Regions from separate parts of the Mus musculus genome. Here region 2 is linked to region 1. A link is a contact called in public Hi-C data. All regions are on one chromosome and are shown on one strand. The core of a region is the stretch at or near the end of the contact, and the rest is flanking DNA. Distances in the headings are between cores, read along the strand shown.

Region 1 (6,261 bases), core at 224-2,723:
AACATAAATTAAGGAGTCATACACATATGTATATATGTATACATATACATATACATATACATATACATATACATATACATATACATATACATATACATATACATATACATATACATATACATATATATAAAGAGAGAGAGAGAGACTCCTACATGGTTGGAATATAGATATTAAATTACCAAGTAATTGTGAGTACGAGCTTCTAGGCTTGCCTTACACAAGCCTGGGTTCAAAACCTAGCTGTATTAACTGTGTACTTTGGACAACTTATTTAAATCCCTTAGGCTTAGTTTCCTTACCTATAAAACTGAAAAGATCATAATTTTACCTACAGGGCTCTTGTGAAGATTAAACGATATAATTCTAATGGAAGGATTAGTATGATTGGTAGCAAAAGTAATTTTCAGATGGTTGGAATTTTTAAACATCTCCATAATACTAATTATGTCTGCCAAAAGTTCTCATTGTGGAGATGAGGTTGGGAGTGGGTGGCAATTTACAAGCTAATACTTATCTCAATGTTTTGTAATCATTATAACTAGCCCTTGACTCTTCGTGCTCCAAGTCACTCATCTGCCTAACTTGTTTAATAACTTAGGAGCATAAGTACTTGGGCCAGTTTTGCCTAGTCAAGTGAATTTTCAGAAGAACAAAAGCTTCGAATACTTAGCATGAATTAAAATAACATTTGAGACTATGAATTTGATATTTGTGTTTCACACAATTCTCCCAGACATTGACATAATTTTTCTATACATTACCATTTAATCCACCTTTCAGCTTGCTCTCTTTACTGTTCTCTTCCTTTTTCGTGCCTCTTTATTTATATTTTTAGGTTTTAACATATACTTTGACTCATAGCAAAAATCACTAGGTTCACAAGTTCCCAAAGATAGATTATGCTAGCAGAGACTTGTCCATGCTTGAATCACTACACTGTCCTGGGAAGTACAGAGAAAGGGGCCACCAAAAAAAACTATTCCAGTCAGGAATAAAGAGACCCCTTTAAATAAGTTTGTTTCCTCCCAGTTTACCATTGGATGATCTCTACACATCTTGTCTGCTTTCTTACCCTTGAATACTCAGGAGCAGAAAAAAATTCTCCAGCCCAGAATTCATTCTAACCAATTCATTAGGTTTGATGAGTGTTACCTCTGTGACCCTGCCAATCTTGTCATACTAGGGTGGAGATAAGTTCTACAAGTCTTAGTTATTAGTCTGCATAAATGTAAAACAGAAAGTGAAAGCGGGAGAAAGAAACGTGTGCTACGCCCACAGCCCACCTTTTACAAGCGGGCTCCTGCTCTGTCTCCCGAGCCTTGCAATTATTTGGCTATTACTTATCTTTAAACATCAGCTAAAGAGATCGAGCATTTTGGAAAGGTAATTATACCGTAATGCAGATGGCAGTAATAACAATTACCCAAGATAAGCCCTTGCAATGATCTTTACAGAGAAAAGCAAAGCAGAGAAAAGCAGCTCTGTCTCATGAAGGACCCCCAGTGGAGAAGGCTGCAGTGCAGTACCCAGGCTGTCCCTGGAAAGGGTCGAGCAGATACCAACTCTATCAGTCTTGTAGGTAAAGCTCTACGGCAGTTAAGGACTTCTGGACTTTGAAAAGTTCTTGATGTTGGAGACCATTCCTGACAATTTTTATCTAAGGTCACCCCTAGCCCACCTCAAGTTCTAGGGGAGGTGGGGGGGGAGGGGCAGGGGGAGTTTCCTTTCCTTGTGCAAGATAACTTCAGCATCTCTTCCCATATCTGAAACTGCCTGCCATGTGCATTTCAGTGGGGAAGGATTTATCCTACAACATGATCGTTGTTGAAGCAGGGGGATCTAATTGCTCAGAAATCATTAATTGCTATAAATAGATGACTTCTGGGAGTCAATGAACTATACACAGTGGAGACAGTGTGTTTGAATGTCACGCTTGTGCACTGGATATTTTTATGACTTGTCAGTGGTTCTGTAAAGAACTCACACAGCGAAAGGTACCTAGTCAACCTGGACTGATGGAAATTGCCAGTTAGAAATAGATTGCTCTTGTTTTAAACCTTGCTTGCACTTCTAACAAATCAGAATGTGCATTTACGCTGTATTGGAAAAGAAAGTTAGTATCCACCATTTAAGAAGGGCGGGAGGAAGAAGAAAGGGAAAAAAAAGCACCAAAGAGACTCTATCTGATCTTTGCAATTTTCCAGGGCATAAAATAACAACCTGTCATCCACCTTTTGGAGGTCATTTTTATCATGATGAGGGCCCAAATGATATTTGACCTCCATTTTCCATCTACACCGATGATGATAAATTCAATGCACTCTGAGCAAATGAGCAGTAGGCCCAGAGAAAGCCAGATTAGCGTGGGATTATTCATTCTTGACTTGCCATAAAGAGAAAAGGCATTTTTTGCCTTTGAACTTTTATCATTTTCCTTCCTTTCAGCCTCTCTGTAGTACCTATACCTTGATGGCTTGGCCTGAGAAATTCCACACAAATCTACATTTCTGTATGATTAGGCCCCTCTGCTCCTAAGGCTTAAACAGAGAGCTAAACTATCCCTTAGTCTGATCAAGATTCTTATTTTCCAAACAAGAAGTCAATAAATGCCTCCTTAGAAATGTCTCCCACCCCCAACTCCCAGCAATAAAAGAGGAAAGTAGCACAGAACTCAGCCTGTGTGGCCATAGGGAATGCAATAGCCATTAACTTGGCTATTCGCAATTTCTCATGTGCAAACCTGAAGAGTTGGCTAAACCCCTATAGCTATGTGGTTTGCTCTTTTTTTTATTAATGTCTATTTTTTTAATTAGGTATTTTCTTTATTTATATTTCCAATGCTATCCCAAAAGTCCCCCATACCCTCCCCCCCCCCCTTCTTGGCCCTGGAGTTCCCCTGTACTGAGGCATATAAAGTTTGCAATACCAAGGGGCCTCTCTTTCCACTTATGGCCGAGTAGGTCATCTTCTGATACATATGCAGCTAGAGACCCATGGAAGGAGTTACAGAGACAAAGTTTGGAGCTGGGACGAAAGAATGGACCATCTAGAGACTGCCATACCCGGGAATCCATCCCATAATCAGCTTCCAAACGCTGACACCATTGCATACACTAGCAAGATTTTGCTGAAAGGACCCTGATATAGCTGTCTCTTGTGAGGCTATGCCGGGGCCTAGCAAACACAGAAGTGGATGCTCACAGTCAGCTATTGGATGGATCACAGGGCCCCCAGTGGAGGAGCTAGAGAAAGTGGTTTGCTTTTGATGGAAGCTCACCTTGTCCTCTAGAAAACATTGCCAAGTAGTTCACACTGACTATAAAATCTCACCTATTCCAAGGCAAGAAGCCTCAGATTTCTATTGTCTATGCTTCCTTCTTACCACTTCCTCTCCCACTTGCTTACAAAAGCAGCTCTTGAAAGCAGCTAGCCTCAAGATTATCTAAGTGTAGAATCCAACTGGTCCTGACTAAAATCGTTAGTTATATGATTCAATGCTGTCTCAGGAAACACGATTGCTTTTCAGACATCCATGACTTGGAAGTTCTAAAACATCAAGTTATTTGGATATGTCTGTTTCAATCAGAAGTACACATGAATGCATTTGCTCACTTCAAACCTCAGGTGCACCCTGCCTCTCGCTGATCCAGATCTGTTCTAATCTTTCATTAAGAATGAACTAACTGCAGACAGTATTTTGACTTCACGGGGTTCCACCTCATCTCTAGCTCTCTGCCTTCATTTCAGTGGCTTCTCACCATGATCTCTAGTTGTTCCCTATAACTGCTATTTAAACACTCTCTTTCCTGAAGCCTGCAGTCAGAGCTGACTTCTGTTTTCCTCTTTGTGAAAGAGCTTTCCTTCAGGTTCTTAAAAGCCCACTGTCTTTACTCCTGTCCTCCACAAAAGGCTTTCTTCCCTAAGTATCCCCTCATGACTTACCCACCCCCTCAGTACTTTATATGGATATTCTTCCAGATGAAGGTGGGGAGTTGGGAGTGGAATGACTGTTAGATGGTATGAGAGAAGGAAAAGGAAGAATGGGGAAGTTAAAATGAGACGAGAGCGAACCAGCGCAAGGTAGGACTCTGAGCTGATGATCACTGAGAACTAGAACTTGATATACTATGAGGAGAATCTTAGTCACTGTTCTATTATGGTGAAGAAACGCCATGATCATGGCTACTCTTACAAAAGAAAGCATTAAATTGGTAGCTTGCTTACAGTTTCAGAGGGTTAGTCCATTATCATCATGGCAGGGAACATGTCGGCACACAAGTACACATTATGCTGGAAAAATAGCTTAGAGCTTTATATCCTGCTCCACAAGCAGAAAGAGAGACCAGGCCTCACATTGGTTGGTTGGTTGTTGGTTTGTTTGTTTGTTTGTTTGTTTGTTTGTTTGCTTGCTTGCTTGTTGAGACAGGGTTTGTCTATGTAGCCCTGGCTGTTCTGGATCTTGCTTTGTAGACTAGTCTGGCCTCAAACTCAGAAATTTGCCTGCCTCTACCTCAGAGTACTGTAATTAAAGGCATGTGTCACCACCGGGCTCTGACGTAAGCTTTTGAAACCTCAAAGCCCATCAACAATGACATACTTCCTTCAACAAAGTCATACCCACTCCAAGAAGCCCAAACCTCCTGATCCTTCTAATTTTTTTTCAAACTCTGTGCTAAACAATCAAATATGCAAGTCTTTAGGTCTCATTCTTATCTACTCCACCAAAGGAAGGACCCATGCTGTTACATGGGTATGTCAATTAAACACCTTTGGGGAGGATAGTTTACTAGTATCTAGTAAAATTGAAAATATAATAGCAATGGTTGAACCATTTCACTTCCATGTACCTGCCTAAAGGGTCTGTTCTTGTACGCAGGAGATAACCATGAGGGGGTTAGTGATTTCACAGTTAGCAAGAGTGAAAAAAAAAAAGATACATAGGTATCCATGAACTGGGGAAATAGGCATATACCAATAGTCAGAAAATAAGTCAAGGAAAAACAAAGATCAGCTAAAATGAAGGCACTAGGTTATCTATATTGTCAACATGGGGGAATAGTAGTAATACTGGCCAAAGAAAGCAAGTCATCAAAGAGGGTATAGAACCTGGTGCCACCATGTGAAATCTAATATTTCTAAGACTCTGGATGATATAAGGGAAAATATTTTTTAAAAAACATTATATTTTATTATAGAACAGTGGCTACCTCAGAAAGGTGAGTGAAGGAAACAGATTGGAAAGACTGCTAACAGCACTTTCACATAACTGAACTGTTTCATTTCTTAAAGAATAAAAATCTAATGCAAACATGACAAATGTAGCACTTGTTAAATATGGATATTAAACACACGGGCGCTTCTTGGACATTTGTATTCATTATATTATTTTCTCTGTCTTTTTTCACTGTTCAGAAATATTGCGTATTTTTTTTAAAAAATGGCCCAAGGAACTTTGCTGAAGAAACAAACATATTTCATATAGTATTTTTAAGTTTGTAACCTCATTATATCGAATTGACTACTCCTTCCATTCATTCAGCCATATATGTAGCCAACAGGTACTTACTAAACTTTCAGTATATAAAAATGTACCATTCTATACAACTGTAGGAGATGCCTACAGGCTGACAGCACAACTTCAATGGATACATAATCTGCCAAGAGTGAAAGAGCACACACAGACAAGTAGCTCTTGAACAGTTAAATTTGTAGGCAGTATATGTCAGCAAAGTACATCAATATAAAGCACTTTGTTCTTTATGAGTGTGTGACTAGTGCTAGTGTAAAAAAGAAAAGTGAAGTCATCAATATAATACCAGCTCTTTCATCTCTCAGCAGTTGTTAAGATCTATGAAAGTTGAGCTAGAGAGATGGCTCAGTGGGTAAGACCACTTCTTGCAGAGGACCCAGATTCAGTTCCTAGCACTTCACAATGGTAGCTCACAACAATCTATAACTCAAGTTCAATGACAATCCAACCCCTTCTTCTGACCTTTGTACCTATGGGTACACATATATGTATATGCAGGCAAAAAATAACTTATGTACATAAAAATAAATAAAAGATTAACTTAAAAATTGTTTTAAAGGTTTAAGAAAGTCACTGCAGGGAAACACACTGAACCTTCCTGAGACCACAGAGATAGAAGATACACTGCCAACTCTTACCCACTCTAACACAAACACTGTGTAGAAAGGAGAAAATGAAGACAAATGGTAGGTCCCTCATTTGGGCATTTGCAACCAGCACAATCAGCCGTT
Region 2 (6,792 bases), core at 4,195-6,694, 210 kb after region 1:
ACGCACACACACACAAGAGCTCAGATGAATGGGCTCCATAGCACACATAGGAGGTCAACTCTCTGGACCTGGTTCCCTTTTTCCACCATGTGGTTTCTGGGATGAAACTTGGGTTATCTGACCTGGAGACAATCTCCGTTACCCACTGAGCCATCCTGGCTGTGCATTTTAGTTCCGTGTAAACACCCCAGGGGCCAGGCATATTTTTCAGTGCAAAAGATTTAGAAAAGATAAATGACCATTCTAGCAAGGAGCAAGGGAGGAAGCGGGGCTGGGGTTTGAACCTATTCTGGTCCATCTCAAAGTCCATACTTGGAGGCAAGGGCTGCCATCCTCCTGTTAGCATTAGTTAAGATAAGGCACTAAGTTAATCCACCAGGATCTGAGTGAAGTCAAACTAGTGCCCTTCTGGGTGCAATTCCTAGAGTAGATCCAGCTAATCTACTATTCTAGATATATCCCTCAAGTACTTGCATCTTACAAAATGATTTCCTGTCGCTTAGCACATGCTGCCCAGAGCCTGGGTGGGGAGAGAGTAGAGTGCTGTGTGCTCAGCTAATATCTTTTCTCCCATTCTCTCTCTTTCCAGGATAGAGGAAGATTAAAGCTGTGTGTCTAGCCACTGTAGAGAGATGGGGGCAAGGTGAGGGATAATTCTGCTCACTGACCCTCTGAGTTCACCTGGGATAAGCTCAGCTTATATCATTTGTCCCAAGCTCAGTTTACTCATTTGTCCCTTCTCCCTCTCGAGGGGGGGTCCTGACTTGAAATGAATAAGCACATACTCTCCCTAGGTCAGTGGTCCTCAGCCTTGACTGTATCAGCAAATCGTCTGGGGTGTTCTATCAAAATTCTGATTCTGAGATGGGCAATGGTGATTATGCCTTTAATCCTGGCACTTGGGAAGCAGAGGCAGGCGGATCTCTATGAGTTTGAGACCAGCCTGGGCTACAGAGTAAGTTTCAAGACAGCCAAGGCTACACAGAGAAACCCTGTCTCATAAATAAATGAATAAATAAATAAACAAACAAACAAACAAACTGACTCTGTACCCCAGCCACACACATTCTGATTTAACTTATTTGCATTGGGGCTAAGGATAGATATTTTTAAAGTCCCTATATATTTTTATTATGTTTTGGGACCAGGCAGTGAGTCATCACTAAACTAAAGCTGTTGGGTAGAATTTGTAAGGAAAACATTTTTGTGTTCTTATTATTAAGAAAAATACACATGAGTTCATGCAGCCATGTTGGCCTGTGGGGCCACCTTGTATATGAACAATGTGTGTGTGTGTGTGTGTGTGTGTGTGTGTGTGTGTGTGTGTATCCAAGGGCAAAAATAGTAAATAAATAAATAAATAAATAAATAAATAAATAAATAAAAATAAAAAATAGTAAGAGCTGAGGTCACAATTTCCTAGGAACTCTGGGTTATCTTCAGACTATTACAAGAAAGAAAATAAATCTTTTCATTCCCAAGTCACCATCTCAAATGTCTGGGACCAACAGCCAAACGCAATTTTTAAGTAACTTGGTAGTCATCACTTTGTCACAAGTAACAAAAGTTGCCCAGGATTACACGGTTTCTAGGTAGCAGAGGCCAACTGTTTCCGACTTGTTTGGCTCTGGTCTTGTGACCTTTCCACTAGGAATGGGGCAGAGTGTATTTTAAGGACAGAGAAAAGGGTTCCCGCTTACAAAAGTAGAACTCTCCAGACAATTCCACTGGCCTTCTGAGCAGCTACTTTTGAATCCCATTCACACGTGTTGCCAGGACATGTTTCGAGGAGAAGGCCCAGGAAGAAAACTGCTCTTTCAAACACAGGTTAGGAGGGTGTGCTGCGCAAGACGGAGCCCTTAGAGTTTGCTTTATAGTGTGGTTATGTGCCCAACAAACACTGAGATAAAGTACCTTAAGTCCCCCATTCATTTATCTGCGAAAACAGTCGTCTCTGAGAACGTGCAATAGGGGTAAGACCTGAGTTAAGAGAGAGACGGAGGCTGACCTGAGAGGAGAAGGATTCAGATTCCTATCCACATAGAAATTAAAGTCTGAAATGGGACCTAAGCCACAAAGCAATCTAGCCACAGTATATGTTTCAGGTCAGTGGCAAATGGATGTGCAAGAGGGACCCAGTCACTTTTGGCTTCAGAAACCAAGCAAGGCTTCCTGGAAGAGGTCACATTTGTGCTTTAAGATCCTAAAAGGCAGAAGCAGGCCTTGTCCCAGCTCGGAGACAATCATGAGCAAAGAGTGTAGAAAGGAGCTCAGATGGGCTGAATTATGACGGACACATTAGAGAAATGGGACCAAGAGGGTTGTAGCTCAGAGGCAGAGAGCCCTTGCCTAGCATAATCAGGATACTGGTTTAGACTCTTAACTCTGAAAAAGAGGGTAGCCAAGGCCAGGAGGTACTTTGAGGTCAAATTACTGAGAGTCTTGAAGGGAACAGTCCAGTGACCTATCTGGGAAGATAAGTTTGCCAAGCCTGTGCAAGATACCTTGGCCATGGCAGGGAGGCAATGGGACCATATGGGGCCACCGCAACCACCCAGGCAAAAGGTGACATGAGTAAGAACTGGGGAAGAGGTGGTGCCTAGAGGCAAGGGCACGATGCCAAACACGCAGAGCTCGCTGGATAGACTTGGCAAGGTTTGAGAGATAACAGTGTAACAAGCAATGAACCAGATGAGTAAAAATCTTAGCCCATGGAAAGCAGTGTCTCCCATTAGAAGCTTCCAGAATGTGAATGCCCAGCATTTGGTAGACAGTAGAATACTCAGGAGACTGGGGTTCCAGAGTTAACAGGCGGTGAGAGATGAACCCACTCAAACAGGGAGGGAGTCACAAGAAGAGAAATGTGAAGACAGGAAGTGAAGAAGTATTAATAACTGTTGGGTAGGGAAGAAATGAAAGGGAAAAGGTCACAAAACCAGGAAGGGAACTGAGGAGATAGTATGTTAGAGAAGAAAAGCAAGAGAGGGAGCCATGGTCTGAGTCCCACTTGCAGGGCTAAGGACTTCACTGGATCGGCCTGTTTTGAACTTGGCTTCCTTTCCAGGCATAGCTTTGCTCTGCTCCTGAAGGACTCCCAGAAGTCTCCCTGAGACACAGTGGTCACTGCCACCAGATATATTCTGTGACCTACACTGGTGAGGCCAAAAGAGGTGGTCGGTGACCAGCTTCTACCTCTCGGCTAACTTCCCTAATCACCTGCTTGGGTCCCACGTGGGTCAAGGCCAACTGCATAAAGATACTTAGTAAAAGATATTTCATTGACATATGTTTCTATTGCAGTTCAAGTCTGGAAACCATCCAAAGGGCCAAGAATTGGGGCTGGTGAAATAAATTATGATATATTCATCTGGTAGGTCACTCTGCAGTCATTAAAAATTACGACATGGTAATAATTTACTGACACATAAAATGTATACAATCTATTGCTCTTCAAAAGCAAATTACAAAGCATAATCTCTCTTTAAAATCACATAAGCACAACAATATATACATATATTGTTTGTGTGTGTGTATATATATAAACATATTTATATACATTATGATGTACATCTCTAACTCTCAACAAAAATGGTGACTTATCTTATTTCAGTCTGCTCTTCTATAATCGCTCATTTTTCTAGAATGAACATTTGTTGTAACTAAAACTTTTTATTTATTTTCACAATTTCATGCATTCATATACACTTACATATACGCAGTATTCTGATCATATTCTCCCCCCTCTTATCCACTCTCCCTGGACTCCCCCTTTCTTCCCAGCAAGCTCATTCCTGTTTTCTTGTCTTCTTTTGTTAACATGGATATTTTTAAGTGAAATAGATTCTATATGTCTCTCATTTCTCATGTCCCCTCCAAATTACGCTAATTATCTAGTTTTTTTGTTTTTTTAGGAATGTGGATCACATCAATCTTTTAAAATGTGGCTATTATTCATTATATATAAGATTTGAAATTTTAAGAGTTAACGTTCTCCATGGAACCTCACTAACCACCCTTTAACCCAAATCAGACAACCTGGACTCTAGCAGCCAAGGCTCTAGAAGGTTCTTAGTCTTCGTGCCTCATGCTGTAATTCAGTGATACTGGCCACCCCAGTGAGCTCAAGACTAAGGATAGGTTGACTGAAATCAAATCAGTCCCCATCCTTCCAACTTGGAAAGATACACACATCTCTGAAGCTATCCCAGTCTTCTACACATCAGAGCAGACAGAGTCGTTTGTTTCAACACCGTGAGATAACCCAGCTCCCTGGTAGTTTTATCTGTGGGTTGAACAAGTGTGTACTGAAGTCCGACTATGAACAAGCCAGTCTCTACAGCAACCCAGGGGCTCCAATGAGAAGCAGTGTTGACTGTCTCTACCTTCATGTCCCCTTACCAAGCCATTTCACAAACAATGACACACATGGGTCACAAACCAACAGGTATAGTTCTCTATGGAGCTTTGAAGCCATTAGAGCCCAAGCCAGGGGCTGACTCAAGACCACAGCCATGTCTTTACATGCTAAATAATAATAGCCATTTCACAGACTTAGGCTACACAGTACTGTCTGACACATAGTAGGATCTCAACAGGCACAGCCATTGCTGTTTCTACTCTATTATTTGTGGGAGAACTCTTAAGCAGCTTTTCCTAGTGTTATTTTGATAGGAAATTTCATTTCACCAGACACTTTTCAATGTTGATCAATAGCAAAGCTTTCACCAATTAGGCCAAATCTACTGATTCCCTGTCCAAATTGCTAAAAAATTGACAATTCTTGTATTTTGAAAGCAAATTGTTTTTCCTCTTTTTTTTTAATGTTTGATACTCTTACTAGAATCTCCTTTGAGGCAGGAATGAGGCTTTTAGGATTCACATATTCCACTTCTGTTTGTAAAAGGGAAAGTAGAAAGCACTCCTCTGGAAGATAATATATTTTTCTCAGTGGTTAGAAACAGAGGAAACAACTGGAAGGAGAAGGCTGGCACACAGAGAGATGCTGTGACATTTCCCAGCTTCCAGAACTCTGCCGTCGCTGTGAAGAGAACATTTCCAGTACATAAACACCAAAGAAAAAGGTAGGGTCAGGAGACCATCTGTCGTCCAGCTGGAGCAAAGACTACAGCTCAGAACCCACTTCTCACTTCAACTAGCACGGGTCCCAACAAATCCTCAATGTTCACAAGTGCGCACACCATGGCACGGATGGCAAACCTCACATCCTAACCAAATAAGCTTCTTTGCCTGCAGCAGCCTTGACACACGGAGCATGCAGCAAGCTCCGAAGAGCCATGCCATCCAGGGAGGTCAGAGACACACAGGCTGTCCTTTTCCCATCTTGAGCCTTGGAGGACTTCCTTAATGGCACAGCCGAACTATGTAACTGTGACCACACTTCCTTGTGGCTGCAGTGCCACCTAGTGGCCAGGTGAGCTAGGCGTGCACCAGTTCTCCTCGGTCTGAAAAGGCAACTTGCATCAGCTGCCTCTTCAGTTCTTCCCGAGGAGGAGCAGGAGTGGCTGGTGCACGTGACAGCCGGAATTAGGAATCATCAGGGTCCTAGCACATTCAAACTATTTCCTGATTATAATCGCGCCCAAATCAACCAGGAGAGACAAAAGAGGAGAGAAAAGATCCTGCCAACTTTAGGTTTTCATGTCCAAATGCATCCTCATGCGAGCTCACGACTGCACAGTTACTTACAGCTAAATCCAGGCAACCCTGAGCCCTTTCAAATTTCTCAGGCCTGAAATTACATAAATAAAATTATTTTCAAGAAAAAAAAAAAAGACCAAGTCTAAAGGTTCTAAAGACCTGTAATGAGATTCCTCTTTTCTCTTTTCCATAAATGTTTCTGTCAGTCCCTGGCATTTCTGATGCCATCAGACAATCACAACAGAATCGAAGCTTCACCCTGCAGAGGACAACTGAAAACATGTACATACCTTGTCGAGGTGTCAATTTAAATAATGTGATTTGTTTGGGGCTTAACCTGAGGGTACACAACCTAATTCAGTTCGTTTTTTAAAACCCAAATTATGCTGGTTAATAGCCTGCTGGAGCTCAGAACAGAATGTGCGCATCGCCGCTAAATATTCCATATTAAAAATAGTTTGTGATGGGATATGCTTTTTTTAATTAAAAGTTTAATGTACATTAACATTTTTAGATGAAAAACTGACAATCCGAGAACAGCTCTAAATTCTCCTTTGATTGTTTTTCCAGGGCACTGGAGGCCATGATGGAGCTACATAAATAGGCAAACACCAAGTCGATTCAAAGACTCATTTCTGTCCTGCCACGTCGCCTCCCTCTTAACCCTCCGGTGGTTTCCTTGCACAGAACCCGGTCGTGCACAGACTTCTGGCTAAGATGCCAAGTCAGGGCATCTGCCTTTACTTCTGACCCAAGCTTTCCAAGAAAGATCAGCGTATCTGTCCTCTCGAGAGACCCTCTGTGGGATCTATCATGTAAACAGATGATGCTTCCGTGCCTACTGTCTGCACGCACCAGTGCGCCAACCCTCCTCCGCCCACTAACTAGCCTTTACTGTTGCCAGGTGTCTCAGGCTATTTAGGTTCCTATAACAAAACACCTTAGACTGGACAGCATACAGACACCAGGATCACATCTCATAGTTCTGAGTCTAGAAAGCCAATAATCACGGTAGAATAGTCAGGTGTCTCCTCAGACCTGCTTCCTGCTTCATAGACGGCATCATCTAGCTGTGTGTATCTAGATGCACCAGGTAAATGGGGCTAGCTTCTTCCAGCCTATTTATGAAAGCCC

What was found. Hi-C and Micro-C count contacts between places; a contact is called where the count stands out from the background.
Region 2: a contact with region 1 is called in a Hi-C map of the G1E-ER4 cell line, with 4 times the contacts expected there. The contact joins two enhancer-like sites. A contact is called at or near these places in 6 of 484 Hi-C or Micro-C datasets (the G1E-ER4 cell line, the HL-1 cell line, brown adipocytes and 2 more).

Annotation. Positions count from the first base shown.
Region 1 is chr5:51,852,423-51,858,683 of GRCm38.p6, forward strand. It overlaps a transcript of Ppargc1a not described here. Among named protein-coding and RNA genes, the nearest start is that of Gm40302, 270 kb to the right of the region's middle. Within about 2 kb of position 1,474, at least 31 of the 459 cell types and tissues checked have an H3K27ac peak or open chromatin away from gene starts, as enhancers often do. A contact at or near this core is called in the G1E-ER4 cell line, where this site is marked.
Region 2 is chr5:52,059,812-52,066,603 of GRCm38.p6, forward strand. It overlaps a transcript of Ppargc1a not described here. Among named protein-coding and RNA genes, the nearest start is that of Gm40302, 67 kb to the right of the region's middle. Within about 2 kb of position 5,445, at least 10 of the 459 cell types and tissues checked have an H3K27ac peak or open chromatin away from gene starts, as enhancers often do. A contact at or near this core is called in the G1E-ER4 cell line, where this site is marked.